Linked DNA regions of Sus scrofa: region 2 is linked to region 1. Evidence: chromatin contacts called from public HiChIP or PLAC-seq data. All regions are on one chromosome and are shown on one strand. Each heading gives the region's core, a stretch centred on a gene start, on an enhancer-like site or on the middle of the called end of the contact. The rest is flanking DNA. Distances are from core to core; before and after follow the strand shown. Region 1 holds the start of SPRYD4 (SPRY domain-containing protein 4). Region 2 overlaps CS (citrate synthase).

Region 1 (3,457 bases), core at 367-2,866:
GAGCCACAATAGGGACTCCACTAGTCTGATCCCTAACTTACTGAGCCACAATGGGAACTCCTGCTTAACCATTTTTGCTTTGCAAACTATAGCTATGGTTTCTGGGAAGTCTCTCTCCAACACACCCTCATATGTTAGAGTAATGTATTCTCCTTTGCCTGTATCGCATCAGATTGCAGCTGCCAATATTCTCATCTATCTCTCCACTAGATTGCAGACCTTTGAAAGAGGGACTCTGGTGAGAAAGACGATGGTAGGCAGCAGTCCTATCATGTAAAGCTTTATGACAATGCCAGCAAATTTGGTGCAGATACATTGAAAGATTTTAGTTAGAGGAGTGCATCATCAGATTTGTGACATAAAATCACTCTGTAGTGTGGACATTGGATTAAAGCAGTCGGATGGAAACTGGAGACCAGTTTATAAGCTACTACATTCATTCATTTATTTAGCTTTATTTTTGGCCGCACCATAGCATATGGAAGTTCCTTGGAGGAGGGATCTGCAGCAGGGACCTGGGCCACAGAGACAATCCATATCCTTAACCACTGCACAACATCAGGAACTCCCAGGTTACATTTAAAACAAAAAAGCCCCAATTCATATCAAGGATAACAGTGGCCTGAGCAAGGGACATATCCACAGCATGGGTGGTTGTAATGCTAAAGCAGGGAAATTTTATTGGGCTGGCCAGCAGAATGTTGAGATCTTGAGGAAACTGGGGCTCTCCCACCTGAAGTGAACAGTCTGAAACGCAGGGATGTAGAATATCAAGAAAATAAAAATGTTAAAAATGTAGGCCCGCCATAATCACCCATCTCCTAAGTTCCATTCTGAACCAAAATAGTGATATTTCTCTGTTGTTAAACCTTCCATTGCCAGCGCTGAAAACACAAAACCAACATTTATAGTACTCAGTATTTATTAGTACAACCACTTACCCAGTGGTTGCTATTTGTCAAGATGTATCCTAGATTGTTCTCTGGTTTAATTTTTACTAGGGCCTGACGGCTAGACATTTTTCTGTTCTACAAGTGAAACCATTAAGGCTTAGAGAAGTTAACTGATTTGCCCAAAGCCAAACAGAGGAGCCGGGTTCGAATCCAATTATTGCTTAATTCTTTTTTGTTGTTGTTGTTGTCTTTTTGCCATTTCTTGGGCCGCTCCCCGCGGCATATGGAGGTTCCCAGGCTAGGGGTCGAATCGGAGCTGTAGCTGCCAGCCTACGCCAGAGCCACAGCAACGCGGGATCCGAGCCGCGTCTGCGACCTACACCACAGCTCACGGCAACGCTGGATCGTCGACCCACTGAGCAAGGGCAGGGACCGAACCCTCAACTGAATGGTTCCTAGTCGGATTCGTTAACCACTGAGCCACGACGGGAACTCCTAATTACTGTTTAATTCTAAGATCTGTACGTCTAGCCATTTTGCTACATCCTTTTTCTAAAGATCCTATTTAGTTAAAACGTGAGCAGCTTTCCTCTCTGCAGAAAAACTTTATAAATTGGACCAAGCACGGGTGAAACCAAACAGAACTCACTAAAATGGCGGCTCCCTGCCAGGCGCTGGCTCCCCTACGTCATCACACCGCGCGACGCCCCTTGCGCGCAACGTGTGATGGGAACCCGCGGGAGGAAAGCAGGGTCTCAGATGGGGGGCGTGTCCTCTTCATCCGGAGCGCAAGATGGCGCTGCCCTTTGCACGTCCACTGTGCCTGTGCCGCTGGGGAGCCAAAAGGTTAGGGATTGCTGCCGCGGAAACCCGCAGAGGTAGGATTACCCCCTTTTATTCTCTTTCACTTCCAAGGTAGTTTCGGTCTGTTATTCTTAGAGCCTGCTCAGAGAAACAACTCCAGTCCCTTCGATTCGTTTCCCCTCCCCCATCTGCGTTGGTCTTGAGATTCCAAACTTGGGACCTTCTCTGGTTTCCTTAAATTCTAGGGCTTTCCCAGTCCAAGCTTTTCGGCTTCTTGGGCTATCCATACTAAAGTGCCCCCACTGTCGTTCTCGCTTGAAATTCTGATTCACGTTTCCTGGTAATCTCATGACTGTCTGCTTCAGATCAGAATATGTGTATGTCGCTAGCTCTAGAGTTCTAGCTCACCTCATTATCCCGTTTCTCTTCTCTGCCCGGCAGGCGTCAGTTTCAAACTGGAAGAAAAGACAGCCCACAGCAGCTTGGCCCTCTTCAAAAGTGACACAGGTGTCAAATATGGCATGGTGGGATTGGAGCCCACAAAATTGGCCCTGAATGTGGAGCGCTTCCGGGAGTGGGCAGTGGTGTTGGCAGACACAGCGATCACCAGTGGCAGACACTACTGGGAGGTGACAGTGAAGCGCTCACAGCAATTCCGGATAGGAGTGGCAGATGTGGACATGTCCCGGGATAGCTGCATCGGTGTTGACGACCGTTCCTGGGTGTTCACCTATGCCCAGCGCAAGTGGCACACCATGTTGGCCAACGAGAAGGCCCCTATTGAGGGCATTGGGCAGCCAGAGAAGGTGGGGCTGCTGCTGGAGTATGAGGCCCAGAAGCTGAGCCTGGTGGATGTGAACCGGGTTGCTGTGGTCCATACACTACAGACAGATTTCCGGGGTCCAGTGGTGCCTGCCTTTGCCCTTTGGGATGGAGAACTGCTGACTCACTCAGGGCTTGAGGTACCAGAAGGCCTCTAATATGTCCATCACTGAAGTCCCTAATCATGCTCTTGGCCAGCCTCCTGCTCAAAAAGTGTCCGAAACCTTTTAATTGTGGCCCAAGCAAGTACCAGCTCCCACCTGTCACTAGTTCAGTGACAGGTCCTCTGTGCAATATCTCAGTCGTCTTTGTTTCCCGTCCTGTGAAAGGTAGGCATACAGCCAGCCACCCTCTCCCCTCCCCCAAACTACTGCCAATTTCCTAGGCTACCATGAATGTACTTTCTCAGACTGTATTCAGTCCTGGAGTCTTACCTTTCAGCTTTGTTAGAATTTATTCATCACTGTGCTACCTCTTCCTCCCTTTGCCCACACATAACTTGTTTTGGGGGCTCTACGGAATCTCTCCAGAGTAAATCCTTTCTACCTCTGGCTGAAGGAGTGGTGCAGTCAATGACTTGGCCCTTTCTGTACAGTACACAGAGTCTGGGCTCTGGCTCCCTCAGAAAGTGCTTTACAGACTGTGTCAGAATGTTAACAGCCTTCCTTTCTATATCTCAATGTTACAGACTCTCAGCCCCACACAGCTGTAGCTCTTCTCACCCCGAGTCCATCTGCCTTAATTTGTAAACCTCTAACGCCTGGTCAGTCTTGTAGTCATTGGGCCAGTTAAAATCATGACTGGGGGGAAGAGACACTTGGGGGATGCTGAGGGGATTAGTGCTAGAAACTTTATTCTTGAGAAGTTCTGTCTTCATTTCTGCTATAGTTGTAACTTCCAGAGGGAGGAGGGAGGCCTGAGGTCTTGCACAGTCCATT
Region 2 (3,457 bases), core at 448-2,947, 110 kb before region 1:
TACTAAATAAGTGAAATATCCAAGCAAAACAGCTAACTACCATTTCCCCTTCTCTCTCCACATTTAGGAAAACACTCAAGCTACTTAGTCTGATTCTAAAACTCCAACAAGGACATATGTAAAGGTACTCAGAAGCCTTGCTATGAAAGTATTATTAAAATATACCAATATTGGAATTCCTGTAGTGGTGCAGCAGAAGCAAATCTGACCAGGAACCATGAGGTGGCGGGTTGGATCCCTGGCCTCACTCAGTGGGTTAAGGATTTGGCACTGCTGTGAGCTATGGTACAGGTCACAGACAAGGCTCAGAGCCTGCACTGCTGTGGCATACGCTGGCAGCTGTAGCTGATTGGACCCCTAGCCTGGGAACCTCCATATCCCGCAGGTGCAGCCCTAAAAAGCTAAATAAATAAATAAATAAATAAAAATTAAAAGTAAAAGAAATATACCAATATTGCTTAGCCAACGACATTAGCAATTCTTGGAGCTTGTTCCAACAACAAGCTGGAGTTCTGGAGTTCCCATTGTGGCTCAGTGGTAATGAACCTGACTAGTATCCATGAGGATGTGGGTTCAATCCCTGGCCTTGATCAGTGGGTTAAGGACTGGGTGTTGCTGTGAGCTGTGGCCAGCAGTTGCAGCTCTGACTCAACCCCTAGCCTGGGAACTTCCGTATGCCGCAGATGCGACCCTAACAAGGAAAAGAAAAACCAAAGAAATGCAGAATCTTGGGCCTCACCTCAGACCTACTGAATCCAAATCTGCAGTTTAATAAACTCACTGGGTGATTCCTATGAACAATAAAGTTTGAGACACACCATGGTTTCAAGCATTAAGCAAGGGAACAGAGGGTAGAAGGCAAAGAGCCTGGGATGTGGCCGTTATCAAGGTTCAATTCCTAAATCCTGCTTCTTCCACTACTCTGCTGTGCTACTATGGCTATGTGACCTAAAACTTCCAAGTTTTAGGTCTGGAGATCTGTGGCTCAGTAGATTTAGGACCTGGGACCGTCACTGCTGTGGCCTGGGTTGCTATTGTGGCGCAGGTTCAAATCTGGCCCTGGAACTTCTGCATGCCGCAGGCATGGCCCCCCAAAAAAAATTAGCTTCAGTTTTCTCATCTCTAAATTGGTAATAAATAAAGCCAATTTCAGGAGTTCCCTTGTGGTGCAGCATATTATGGATCTGGCATTTCCACTGCTCTGGCTCAGGTTCGATCCCTGGCCCATTAACTTTCACATGCTGCAGGTGTGGCTAAAAGTTTTTGAAAAACCAATTTCAGGGTAGACAAGTAGACTACATGAAATCATTTGCAAGAAACCATCTAGAACAGTGCCTTCTGTATAGCTGAGTTCAATAATGTTTGTTTCTTAGAAATGTGTTGGCTTATTACCTAACTACTCAAATGCCATAACGCTCTAGGAGTTAGATCCCAGGAAAAAGGCAGTCAAGCCTGACAAAAGGGTGAATGGATAATTCCTTCTAACTGCAGAACTGGAAATAAAGTCCCAATTTCCTCAAGGGCCTCCTTGAGTCTCAGCGAGAAGAAACAAATTTAACTAACCACAACCTCCACCAGGAGGTGACTCTAGACAGATGTTAGGGGATGATCACACCCTATGCTACATACCTCATTTCAATATGCCCTGGCTGCCAAGCTGCTAAATGGCTTTGTACAATGCATTCAGGCTACACTCCCAGATGGAATAGGCGGATTACAAACCTCTGAGTCATTCCTGAACTTTCACCTCCCAACTCCTCCTCCAGTCCTGGAGGTGTGGCAACTGGGCATTTGGCTTCTGGTTGCTTGCCACAAGACAGTCACCCTACTGGAAGGGCGGCTGTCAGGTGAATGGGGAGAGACACCTTACTCAATAGGTCAGCTGCTTCATGGCCAGAGATAGAGAGATACTTCCAAAGATAGGAGCCTGGCTCACAGGATTCTCTATAGGGTGTGGGTATCTCAATCACCACAGGGCTTTTTCAAACCTTATATGCTGCCACCCCTTATAAGAACTCTTTTAGAGAGTCTGCTATTATTGATAGAAGTGAACTGCAGCTCTCAATAAGCTAAGCTGGATGGAAAAATATAATCAAGGGAATCACTCTATCTTAAAGTGCTAAACTAATATATTATAAATCAACTATACCTCAATTTAAAAATTAATTAAAAAAAAAACCTGTAGGAGATGCTCCTGATTTTTTTTTTTTTTTTTTTTTTTGCTTTTCAGGGCCGCACCTGTGGCATATGGAAGTCCCCAGGCTAGGGGTCGAATTGGAGCTACAGCTGCTGGCCTAAACCACAGCAACTTGGGATCCGAACTGCATCTACAACCTATACCACAGCTCAGAGCAATGCTAGATCCTTAACCCACTGATCGAGGCCAGGAATAGCACCCTCGACCTCATGGTTCCTAGTCGGATTCCTTTCTGCTGTGCCATGACAGGAACTCTGAGATGCTTCTGATTTTAACAGAGCCCTTGTCATTCAACAAGGCTCAGTGGAAACGAATCTGACTAGTATCCATTAGAACCCAGATTTGATCCTTGGCCTTGCTCAGTGCGTTAAGAATCCAGAGTTGCTGTGAGCTGTGGTGTAGGTCACACAGACATGGCTTGGATCTGGTGTTGCTATCGCTGTGGTGTAGGCTAGCGGCTACAGCTATTAGACCCCTAGCCTGGGGACCTCCATATGCCTCGGGTGAGGCCCTAAAAAGACAAAAAAAAAAAAAAAAAAAAAAAAATTAAAAGCCTGCCAACCAGCAGAAATGGCTTAGTTGATGAAGCAAACTAACTGCAGGAAAAATCTTGTGCTATAAAGACTTCCAACACAGAAGAAACAACTTGCATTAAGGGAAAAAGAACACACATAGGACAAAGGCTCCTCTCTCCCCAGAACCAGGTCAGACAACTAAAGCCATTTATCATCTGTTTCACAATGGTGATACTGGAAGTCTGCCTGCACTGCTTGGTGAGGCCACTTCATAGCCTGAGCAGAGTAATCTTTGGATTTCATACTCTGATGCCCTTCATACAAGAGTTCCCTTATTAATTCTACCTAGCTCTCACTGTCTAACAGACCCTTCCCTAAAGGTTCACTCATCACTCAGTAAAGACAGGAAAGGACATCAATTCAGTCTCAGAAGAGAATCAAGAGTCCTGATTTTACTTCCAGAGAAATTCTTACTGTTCTTTAACAAGTAATTGCTGAATACCTACTTGTTACGGGCACATTAAGTGTACACGGCTGAATAAAGCATCTAAGATCTTGAAGTTCCCTGGTGGCTCAGTGGGTTAAGGATCCAGAGCTGTCACTGCTCCGGCATGGGTTCAACCTCTGGCCCTGGAACTTCTGCAAGCCACAGCCAAAAAAACCCACAAAAACCCCCAGAGTTCCTGTTGTGGCTCAGCGGAAACAAATCCGACTAGGAACTATGAGGTTGCAGGCTCGATCCCTG

Evidence for each region. HiChIP or PLAC-seq counts read pairs in DNA pulled down with a chosen protein or histone mark.
Region 2: a contact with region 1 is called in an H3K27ac HiChIP or PLAC-seq map of alveolar macrophages. The contact joins the enhancer-like site here to the promoter of SPRYD4 in region 1. A contact is called at or near these places in 4 of 47 Hi-C or Micro-C datasets (blood, mesenteric adipose tissue, retroperitoneal adipose tissue and 1 more) and 2 of 2 datasets of contacts at active chromatin or transcription factors (alveolar macrophages and skeletal muscle).

Annotation. Positions count from the first base shown.
Region 1 is chr5:21,802,729-21,806,185 of Sscrofa11.1, forward strand. SPRYD4 (SPRY domain-containing protein 4) reads left to right here and starts at 1,617. Exons shown (of 4, transcript XR_002344303.1): 1 at 1,617-1,771; 2 at 2,139-2,848. It overlaps MIP (lens fiber major intrinsic protein), which reads right to left and starts at 2,236. Exons shown (of 6, transcript XM_021092895.1): 1 at 2,106-2,236.
Region 2 is chr5:21,691,389-21,694,845 of Sscrofa11.1, forward strand. All of the region lies in intron 1 of CS (citrate synthase), which reads right to left. Among named protein-coding and RNA genes, the nearest start is that of CS, 7.4 kb to the right of the region's middle. Within about 2 kb of position 1,698, at least 35 of the 83 cell types and tissues checked have an H3K27ac peak or open chromatin away from gene starts, as enhancers often do. A contact at or near this core is called in alveolar macrophages, retroperitoneal adipose tissue, skeletal muscle and 1 more, where this site is marked.